2 separate regions of the Macaca mulatta genome follow, and region 1 is linked to region 2. The links are chromatin contacts, called in public Hi-C maps. All regions are on one chromosome and are shown on one strand. Each heading gives the region's core, a stretch centred on a gene start, on an enhancer-like site or on the middle of the called end of the contact. The rest is flanking DNA. Distances are from core to core; before and after follow the strand shown.

Region 1 (5,034 bases), core at 970-3,469, 270 kb before region 2:
AGGTATGCACCGCCATGCCCGCCTAATTTTTGTATTTTTAGTAGAGATGGGGTTTCACCATGTTGGTCATGCTGGTCTTGAACTCTTGACCTCATGATCCGCCCACCTCGGCCTCCCAAAGTGCTGGGATTACAGGTGTGAGCCACCGTACCCGGCTGGAAATTTTGGTTAATAATTTATCACCTTTTATTTTATTTATTTATATTTTTTGAGACGGAGTCTCACACTGTCACCCGGGCTGAAGTGCAGTGGCGCGATCTTGGCTCACTGCAACCTCTGCCTCCCAGGTTCAAGCGATTCTCCTTGCCTCAGCCTCCCAAAGAGCTGGGATTACAGGTGCCCGCCACCACGCCTGGCTAATTTTTTTGTATTTTTAGTAGACAGGGTTTCACTATGTTGGCCAGGCAGGTCTTGAACTCCTGACCCCATAATCCACCCGCCTTGGCCTCCCAAAGTGCTGGGATTACAGGCATGAGGCACCGTGCCTGGCCCTGTCCCACATTTTAAAATAGATATACTTAAAAATATTATGTGGAACCCCCAAAGTACATACAACTATGATATGTCAATTTAAAAAAACTTTTAAAATTGCTGTTGTTTCCAACAACCCATTCTCTGGAAATCAGGATCCTCAACTCTCAATAAATATCAAATTCATAAGAGGAAAACTTCAGGAATCTGAACAGCCATCAAATACCTAAATGTTTCACTATTAGTAAACAAAAAGTTAAACTCAATTTTAAAACCAAACTACCTAGCTTATAAACACTAATTGAAACTTGCTTAGGGTGTATTTATTCGCCTTTCAATTTCTTCAGAGGTTAAATAAATTAATGAATGATAGCATACCACCAGCCAACCTAAATCCGTACCTAGCGTGATCAGTTTGGTTTCCCTGTACACCAGACAGCCAAAACTTGCAAGGTTTTGATTGGACAACAAATACTGCGTGCTCACTCTGTGCCAAGCATGAGGACTAGATGTTTAACATGCTTTATTTCATCTGATCCTCACAACATCCTGATGCACTGTCATTCCCATTTTACAGTTGAGGAAAACTGCAAAGTTCAACCTGAGACCATCCGATTCCAAAACGTTTCAGGGAACTGCATAAAAGCGAGCACTGAGTTTGAAAGCTTCGAGTTCTAGGCTCAGCCACGCACTAAGCTTCAAAATGCATGGGAGGAGGTTTGGGGGGAGTGCTACCGCCGGGATCCAAGCTCCGCTGGAAGGATTAACTATAAACGTTACAGTGCTTTGCAAATTCTTCCCTCCTCACCAAGTGCCAACCAAAACGACTACGCCAGGACACACGTTTTAGAACTTTCCCTAGATATTTAAAAGTCAGAGACGACCAAGAATTCAGAGACGCCGCACGTGGTGCTACCAGACTTCTGGGTTTTGAAGCCACCACCTTGCGGGAGAAGCCCTTCCTGCGCTCCAGGCCGTGAGTCGCGCTCACTTCATGTTCCCCACAGCCCCCAATTGCCAAAGTCTCCTCTAGGTCCCTGGCGCGTGTGACTCGCGGCGAGCACTAGGCGCACACCCACAGGAGATCTCCTGGACCCCAGCAACGGGGGTGGGGTGAGGTAGGGTGGGTAGGAGAGGTTGATCCGAATCCCAGGGTCCCACGCCATCGTAGATTTCGTACTTAAAGAAACAAGGGGAAAAAAAAGTTGGAGCCAAATTTTCTTCACCCAACTTTTTGCCCTCTCCCACGTGGGTTGGTCTCTTTCTCCCGCTAGGCCATGCCCCCTCCGCTCGCCGCAGACCTTCTGCCACGCAAACAGATCGTGCGGCAAAGCACCACAGCAGCGGGGATCCCTGAGGTTTCCTGAGTTCTAACCTCGAGTTCTAACCTCGGGCCAGGCTGTTGGGAACCCGCGGCTGCTGGAGTTCTAACTCAGGGCCCGGCGGTTAAGACCCAGCGCCGGCGGATGAGACGGCGCAGGGTCTAAGCCTTCATCTAACAGGCCAGGGAGTGAACGCAACCCCGAGTCTCCTGCTTCCCGGTCCCTTGGCCGGCGCACGCACTCACCATGGCTGCTGTTCCGCGGGCTCGGCACTTCTAGGAGAGCGCAGCCGACTTCTGAGCAGCGTTCGCCTCCACCGGAAAAACTCACTGAAGCAGCAGCGGAAACGGCCCCGCGCGGCAGGAAGCAAAGATGACGCTACGCAAGCGAGCTAGCGGGCCCCGCCCCCTACGGGGCACTGGCGCGGAAACTGGCTCTGTGTTGATGAAGGAACGTACTTTGGCGTTCTTATGAGCTGTCCAGTACAAATTATTGGCAGAAACAATGAATTAAAGATTCAAAAAATAACCCACCAGTCGGTCGCAGTGGCTTATGCCTGTAATCCTAGCACTTTGGGAGGCCGAGGCGGGCGGATCACTTGAGGACAGGAGTTCAAGACCAGCCTGGCCAACATGGCGAAACCCCGTCTCTACTAAAAATACAAAAATTAGCCAGGCGTGGTGGCGGGCGCCTGCAAACTCAGCTACTTGGGAGGCTGAAGCAGGAGAATCGCTTGAACCCCGGAGGTGGAGGCTGCAGTGAGCTGAGATCGTGCCACTGCACTCCAGCACTCCTGCTGGGGCAACAGAGCAAGACTCAAAGACCAAAAAAACAAAACAAAACAAAACAAAACAAAACAAGGCCGGGCGCGGTGGCTCACGCTTGTGATCCCAGCACTTTGGGAAGCTGAGGCGAGCGGATCACCTGAGGTTGAGAGTTCGAGACCAGCCTGACCAACACGGAGAAACCCCTGTCTCTACTAAAAATATAAAATTAGCCGAGGGTGGTGGCGCATGCCTGTAATCCCAGCTACTCGGCAGATTGAGGCGGGAGAATCGCTTGAACCTGGGAGGCGGAAGTTGCAGTGAGCAGAGATTGCGCCATTGCACTCCAGCCTGGGCAACAAGAGCAAAACTCGGTCTGAAAAAAAAAAAAATTCAGCCACTAAACGGTTAAGTCCTGGCTCATTATGATTGGCTGACGTCCCTGCCTGCTCAGATATTTATTTTGAATAGAACCTTTGGGTAAAAGAGTCTTCAGGGTAGCATTTATTTTCCCACCAACACTGATCCTAAGATGGGAAAAGTAATTACCCCATGGGAAATCAGGATACTGCAAGCAACGAGAAAGGGATGCTGAGTGGTTAAACAATAATACCTGTATTCAATACAGTGTTTATTAAATGTTTGATAATAGATAGAAGGACAGGCAGATCCAAGTATCTCATAGGAAGAAAGAAATCAAGCAGACTGCAGGTTATATAACCCCATCACACATTCAGGGAACTTAATCTCTTCATTCCAGAGGATGGGGTTGTTTAAAACAAGTTCTTCCTCTTAATTACTTTTGAGCAATTCCCCAATACTGTCCTTACCTGCACCAAGAGCATGCTAGCCAGCCCTGGCACCAGGGTCAGAGTTGAGGATGGGGCATCAGCCCGCTTTGTGAGGTGGCCTCAGTGACAGGGGTGCTATGATGTGGCAGCTATCCTACTGCAGCTGGCTGCATCAGATGTGCCAGGTCTGCCCCCTAGCTCCCAACACCATCTGCCTGGTCTAAACTTTGCCATGTTGTTGTCACTGTTGGGTGCCTGTGCCGTGGTGGGGCCATTCCATGGCCCTGAGTGGGAGCCAGTGCAGGGCCTGCTTTCCCAGGATCACAGCTGCAGGGACCCTCAGTGCTGTGGCAACCTGCTTGTCCTCTGCCTCTTTCTGGTCTGGCAGGTCCGGCACTATTGGCACCAGGTCACCAGGACCCGCTTCAGCACAAGGAATGTCATCAAGGTGAGTGGGCCCCATACACTTTCACCCTCCTTCCCTCAGCACCATGATTGTCTCTGTCACTTGTTACAAGGACCTTGTTTTATGGCTGGTGTACCAGAAATGAATCACAGGGAAACTCAGGCTGCTCGGGGAGAGCATCGGCCAAGCCCCAAACCCAGGAGTCACCCTGAGCTCCTCTCTTTCCCTCACTCCACACATTCAATCCATCTGCAAGTCCCAGGGGCTATACTTGCAAATTGTATCTCAAATCTGATCACTTCTCCCAACCACACCACACCTTCCTGGGCAGAGACACCATCATGTCTCACTTGGACCATAGCAACAGCCTTCTGCCCGGTTCTTACTGCTTCTCTTATGCAACAACAGCCTATCCTCCATATAGTCACCAGAATGGACTTCTCCTTTCTCTCTCTCTCTTTTTTTTTTCTGAGACAGAGTCTCACACTGTTGCCTGGGCTGGTGTGCAGTGGTGTGATCTTGGTTCGCTGCAACCTCTGCCTTCCTGGTTCAAGTGATTCTCCTGCCTCAGCCTCCCGAGTACCTAGGATTACAGGCACCTGCCACCACACCCAGTTAATTTTTTTTTTTTTTGTATTTTTAGTAGAGACAGGGTTTAACTATGTTGGCCAAGCTGGTCTCAAGCTCCTGACCTCGTGATCTGCCCGCCTCAGCCTCCCAAAGTGCTGGGATTACAGGCATGAGCCACTGCGCCTGGCCTCTTTTTTCTCTCTTAAAAAAAAAAAAAAAATTGGCGCAAGGATAATACACACACACAAATTACAAGTATGTAGATCGTAAATTTTCACAAATTGAATACATCAGTTTGTAGCATGCAGATTAAGAAACAAATAATTACCAGCAGCCCAGAAGTTTGCAGTCACAACTCTGCGGATTTCCTTTTCTTCTTCTTTTTTTTTTTTTTTGAGATGGAGTTTTGCTCTTGTTGCCCAGGCTGGAGAACAATGGTGCAATCTCGGCCTACCTCAACCTCCGCCTCCCAAGTTCAAGCAATTCTCCTGCCTCAGCCTCCTGAGTAGCTGGGATTACAGGCATGCACCACCACACCCAGCTAATTTTGTATTTTTAGTAGAGATGAGGTTTCTCCATGTTAGTCATGCTGGTCTCAAACTCCCATCCTCATGTGATCCGCCTGCCTTGGCCTCCGAAAGTGCTGGGATTATAGGAATGAGCCACTGCTCCCGGCCACCTCTGCAGATTTCTTTCTTTCTTTTTTTTTT
Region 2 (4,897 bases), core at 996-3,495:
ACAAAACTTTACAACAGAGAAGGCAGAAGCCCTTGCTTCTCTGATCCTAGAGGCCAGAGAATGACAAGAGGGTGACATTCTCTGGAGAAATACTTTGTCCTTTTTTTGGGGGGGGGATGGAGTTTCACTGTCACCCAGGCTGGAATGCAGTAGTGCGATCTTGGCTCACTGCAATGTCCACCTCCTAGGTTCAAGTGATTCTCCTGCCTCAGCCTCCTGAGTAGCTGGGATTACAGGTGCATGCCACCACGCTCAGCTAGTTTTTGTATTTTTAGTAGAGACACGGTTTGCCATGTTGGCCAGGCTAGTCTCAAACTCCTGACCTCAAGCGATCCACCGGTCTCGGTCTCCCAAAGTGGCATGAGCCACCATGCCCCATTATGTCCTTTAATGTTTTTTAAAAATAATTTCAACTTTTATTTTAGATTCAGGGGGTACATGTACAGGTTTATTACATGGGTATACCATGTGATGCTGAGGCTTGGGGTACAAATGATCCCATCACCCAGGTACTGAGCATAGGACCTAATAGTTTTTCAATCGTTGCCCCCTCCCTCCTTCCCTGCTCTAGTAGTCCCCAATGTCTATTGTTGCCATCTCTGTGTCCATGAGGACCCCATGTTTAGCCCCCACTTACAAGTGAGAACATGTAGTACTTGATTTTCTGCTCCTGTGTTAATTCACTTAGCATAATGGCCTCCAGCTGCATCCAGGTTGCTGCAAAGGTTATGCTTTCGTTCTTTATTATAGGTGGACTTTAATTTTTTTTTGAGACAGAGTCTCGCTTTGTTGCCCAGGCTGGAGTGCAGTGGCCCGATCTCGGCTCACTGCAACCTCCACCTCCTGGGTTCAAGCAATTCTGCCTCAGCCTCCCGAGTAGCTGAGACTACAGGCGCAAGCCACCACGCCCGGCTAATGTTTTGCATTTTAGTAGAGACGGGGTTTCACCGTGTTGCCCTGGCTGGTCTCAGGCAATCTGCCCACCTCGGCCTCCCAAAGTGCTGAGATTACAGGTGTGAGCCACTGTGCCTGGCCGTTGTCTTTTAAACACTGTGCACTGGCCACTGCCTCCTCTTTCCTCACCCTATAGGATTGACCTCAGACAGCCTCTCCCATCCTCACCACTTCCATCACAAGTTAGGTCACTCTCCCAGCACACTTCTGAGCCAGGCCTGCCTAAGCCCTGACTGCCCCTTCCTCTGGCTCTCACCTGTATTTGCTGTGAAGATTAACCACAAACACGATCAGGTCAATTCGTGGCCGATTCACACTGGAGGGCAAAGGGAGGGACTTTGCCAAGTGGCTGAAAAACAGGAAATTGCAGGACTCAAGATAAGCGTACCGCCTTCACAGCGACCGTTTAAATGGTGCCCTTCATGGGGAAAGAGGCCGTCAAGGGTTCCCCACCTCATCCTAGCCACCCGAGGCTCTTGCGGCCACAACTCCTTGGGCCAGCACAGAGGCAGGACTCGGCCGGTCCTATTCACATTACTCCTGTCTGATTCCCTCTGCCAGAAAGGGCCTCTGTTTAGTCACCACCTCGGCAAGGGGAGGTTGGGATATAAGACGGCATGGGCCTAGCCAGCTACGCTGCATGCTGGGAGAAGGACCAGCCTCAGAGGAGGGGGCGCTGGGCTTCGGGGTTTAGCAGCTAGGACTGAATCCCTCTGGAGTGAGAGACACGTGGGCCCAGGCCACAGCCGCGGCTACTTACACCTTCAGCTCGGAGGCGCAGTCCTCCTTGAGCATCGAGTCCGCCAGCTGCTGCAGAAGAGCATCCTCCGTGCCTACCAGCTGCGCAGGGAGAGAGAGCGGACCGTCGAGCCAGAGGCACAGCAACCCCTGGGGAGGGCCTGGCCCTTCGACCCACTCCCGGGGAGATCGGGCCGCCGCCAGCAGGCGGCTCCGAGGACATTTCCCGAGAAGTGGACCCCGCGATGCGGCACAGGCTGGGGTCCTGAGGTTTGGACCCGCTGCAGGCCTGTGGGCACCGCACTCTCTACTACCCGATCCTCGTTTAGACCGCCGGCCTCTCCAGGAAGCCAGACCCCCAGACGCGGAAAAACCAAATCCAGGCGCGGGAACCCGCTAATCAGAAGATGGGAAGGGCCCGCCGAGCACCTATTGGTGAGTGCGTCTCTCAACCTTAGAGAGCGGCTACTCCGATTGGTTCAAAGCGTGGCTCTCCGCCTTTTCCCCGTCCCGCTACGGTAGCGCTCACTGGCTCGGCGCCTTAGGGAGCTCAGTTGACCTAGTGGCTGAAGCGCCGCCCAGGAGGTAAAGGCCGGCGGGGGAAGCGGGGCCGCCGGCACCTACCAAGATGGTGGCCGTGTTCAGGCTGGGCAGTTTGTCCAGCGGCCTCAACACCGACATCACAGCCTCAAGGCCGACCGCCGCTCCTGCTGTGCGCGCCGATCTTTCAAACCGCCCTGAGTCCCGCCCCTAGAGCGCGGCCTGGGGGCACGTACCTCCTTATAGGCGGGGCTTCGCGGGACGGGACTGGGCCTCTTAAAGGAACCGAACGTTTATCTCCTTTTCTGAGGGGCATTCCAGCACCACCCGCGGAACACGTGGTGGACAGGCCTTTTGTTCCATGCTCCACAGTAAGCAGATTTGTAGTGATTTCTTTGTACACTTTCGTTCATTCATGCTCATACACAGTACTTTTTTTTTTTTTTTGAGACGGAGTCTCGCTCTGGGGCCCAGACAGGAGTGCAATGTGCGCGATTTCTGTTCACTACAACCTCTGCCTCCTGAGTTTAAGCGATTCTCCTGCCTCAGCCTCCAGAGGAGCTGGGATTACAGGCGTGCGTCACCACGCCTGATTTATTTTTGTATTTTTAGTAAAGATGGGATTTCCCCAGCTTGCCCAGGCTAGTCTCAAACTCCTGGCCTCAAGTGATCCTCGTGCCTCGGCCTCCTGAAGTGCTGAGATTACAGACGTGAGCCACCGTGCCTGGCCTTTTTTTTTTTTTTTTTTGAGTTGGAGTGTCACTCTGTTGCCCATGCTGGAGTATAGTGACATGATCATAGCTCACTACAGCTTCAAACTCCTGGGCTCAAGTAATCTTCCTGGCTTAGCCTCCTGAGTAGCTGGAACTACAGGCAAGTGCCACCAAGCGGATCTGGCCATGTTGCCCGGGCGGCTCTTAAACTACTGGCCTCAAGCAGTCCTGCTTCAGCCTCCTGAATAGCTGGGACTACCGATGCACATCAGCAGGCCCTGCCAATTTACTGCTTTTATAGCGAGTGGTGAGCATGCTGTTCTTTGTCGGGTGGGAGACTTTAGCTCATCTTTCAAGGTTCCTTGCTGCAAACGCAGCCTGGGTACAGAGCTGTCGGGGTCTTGCTTTCTTGGCATACCCAGCAAGAACATGCAGGGACGCCCAGGGCCCATTGCGAACTGGTTCTCCCAACAGTTATATAGTAACTTGTTAATTGTCTCTCCATCTAAAATGTAAGAAACAAGCAGTTAGAGACTTTGTCACTTTGTATGTCCAGCACTCTAAAAGTGCCTGGTATGTCATAGTTAATAAATATTTGTTGAGTGAATGGATGGATTACATTCATCCATTCATTCTCAGCAGTCATTTATTCATCATTTCCTATGCCCAGACGCAATGCCCGGCCCTGGGAAGACAGTTGAATCAGACATTATTCATTAACTTAGTGTGATGAGGATGGGATAGACAATGATGACAGTGTGCTCATTGTTGTAATATCTGGGAGAGCAGAGACACTGTCTAGCCTAAATCCTTCAAACTGCAGACTAAACTAACTATGTCTTGCTTGGAAAGATCAGGAAGTAAATGGCCCCGTAGAACCCTTGCCCTCAGCACAGATAGGGCTTTGATTCCTCATGGCATGGGATGTGGAGAGGACTTCCTGAAAATCAAGTAGTAGTAGGCACTATGACAAGAAAATAAAGCAAGCTGAACACCGTGGCTCACGCTTGTAACCCAGCACTTTGGGAGACTGAGGCGGGTGAATCACTTGAGTCTGGGAGTTTGAGGCCAGCCTAGGCAATATAGTGAGACCTCATCTCTGCAAAAAAAAATTTTAAATTAGCTGAGCAGGCTGGGCACGGTGGTTCACGCCTGTAATCCTAGCATTTTGGGAGGCTGAGGCAGGCGGATCACCTGACATCAGGAGTTCGAGACCAGCCTGACCAGCATGGAGAAACCCCGTCTGTACTACTAAAAATACAAAATTAGCGGGACGTGGTGGTGCATGCCTGTAATCCCAGCTACCTGGGAGGCTGTGGCAGGAGAATCGCTTGAACTCGGGAGGCAGAAGTTGCAGTGAGCTGAGATTGCACCATTGCACTCCAGCCTGGGCAACAAGAGTGAAACTCCATCTCAAAAATAATAATAATAGGCCGGGCGCGGTGGCTCACACCTGTAATTCCAGCACTTTGGGAGGCTGAGGCAGGCAGATCACAAGGTCAGGAGACTGAGACCATCCTGGCCAACATGGTGAAACCCTGTGTCTACTAAAAATACAAAAATTAACTGGGTGCGGTGGCTCATGCCTGTAATCCCAGCACTTTGGGAGGCCAAGGTGGGCAGATCACGAGGTCAGGAGTTCAAGATCAGCCTGGCCAACATGGTGAAACCCCATCTCTACTAAAAATACAAAAATTAGCTGGGCATGGTGGCACGTCCCTGTAATCCCAGCTACTTGGGAGGCTGAGGCAGGAGAATCGCTTGAACCCAGGAGGCGGAGGTTGCGGTAAGCCAAGACCGCGCTACTGCCCTCCAGCCTGGCCGCAGAGCGAGACTCTGTCTCAAAACAAAACAAAACAACAAAAAAGCAAAAATTAGCTGGGCGTGGAGGTGTGTGCCTGTAATCCTAGCTACTCGGAGGCTGAGGCAGGAAAATCGCTTGAACCAGGGAG

The links. Hi-C and Micro-C count contacts between places; a contact is called where the count stands out from the background.
Region 1: a contact with region 2 is called in a Hi-C map of fetal cortical plate, with 3 times the contacts expected there. The contact joins the promoter of LOC712231 here to the promoter of SMIM45 in region 2. A contact is called at or near these places in 5 of 14 Hi-C or Micro-C datasets (blood, cortical neurons, fetal cortex germinal zone and 2 more).

Annotation. Positions count from the first base shown.
Region 1 is chr10:9,819,905-9,824,938 of T2T-MMU8v2.0, reverse strand. LOC712231 reads left to right here and starts at 2,219. Exons shown (of 3, transcript XM_015150470.3): 1 at 2,219-3,796. The coding sequence starts at 3,581. It overlaps SNU13 (small nuclear ribonucleoprotein 13), which reads right to left and starts at 2,124. Exons shown (of 4, transcript XM_015150469.3): 1 at 2,039-2,124. It overlaps LOC144331642 (a long non-coding RNA gene), which reads left to right. Exons shown (of 2, transcript XR_013398984.1): 2 at 409-2,124. It overlaps LOC144331638 (a long non-coding RNA gene), which reads right to left and starts at 1,650. Exons shown (of 4, transcript XR_013398978.1): 1 at 351-1,650; 2 at 1-22.
Region 2 is chr10:9,550,946-9,555,842 of T2T-MMU8v2.0, reverse strand. SMIM45 (small integral membrane protein 45) reads left to right here and starts at 2,245. Exons shown (of 2, transcript XM_077949549.1): 1 at 2,245-3,105. CENPM (centromere protein M) reads right to left here and starts at 2,436. Exons shown (of 6, transcript NM_001194334.2): 1 at 2,317-2,436; 2 at 1,715-1,794; 3 at 1,211-1,303. The coding sequence starts at 2,373.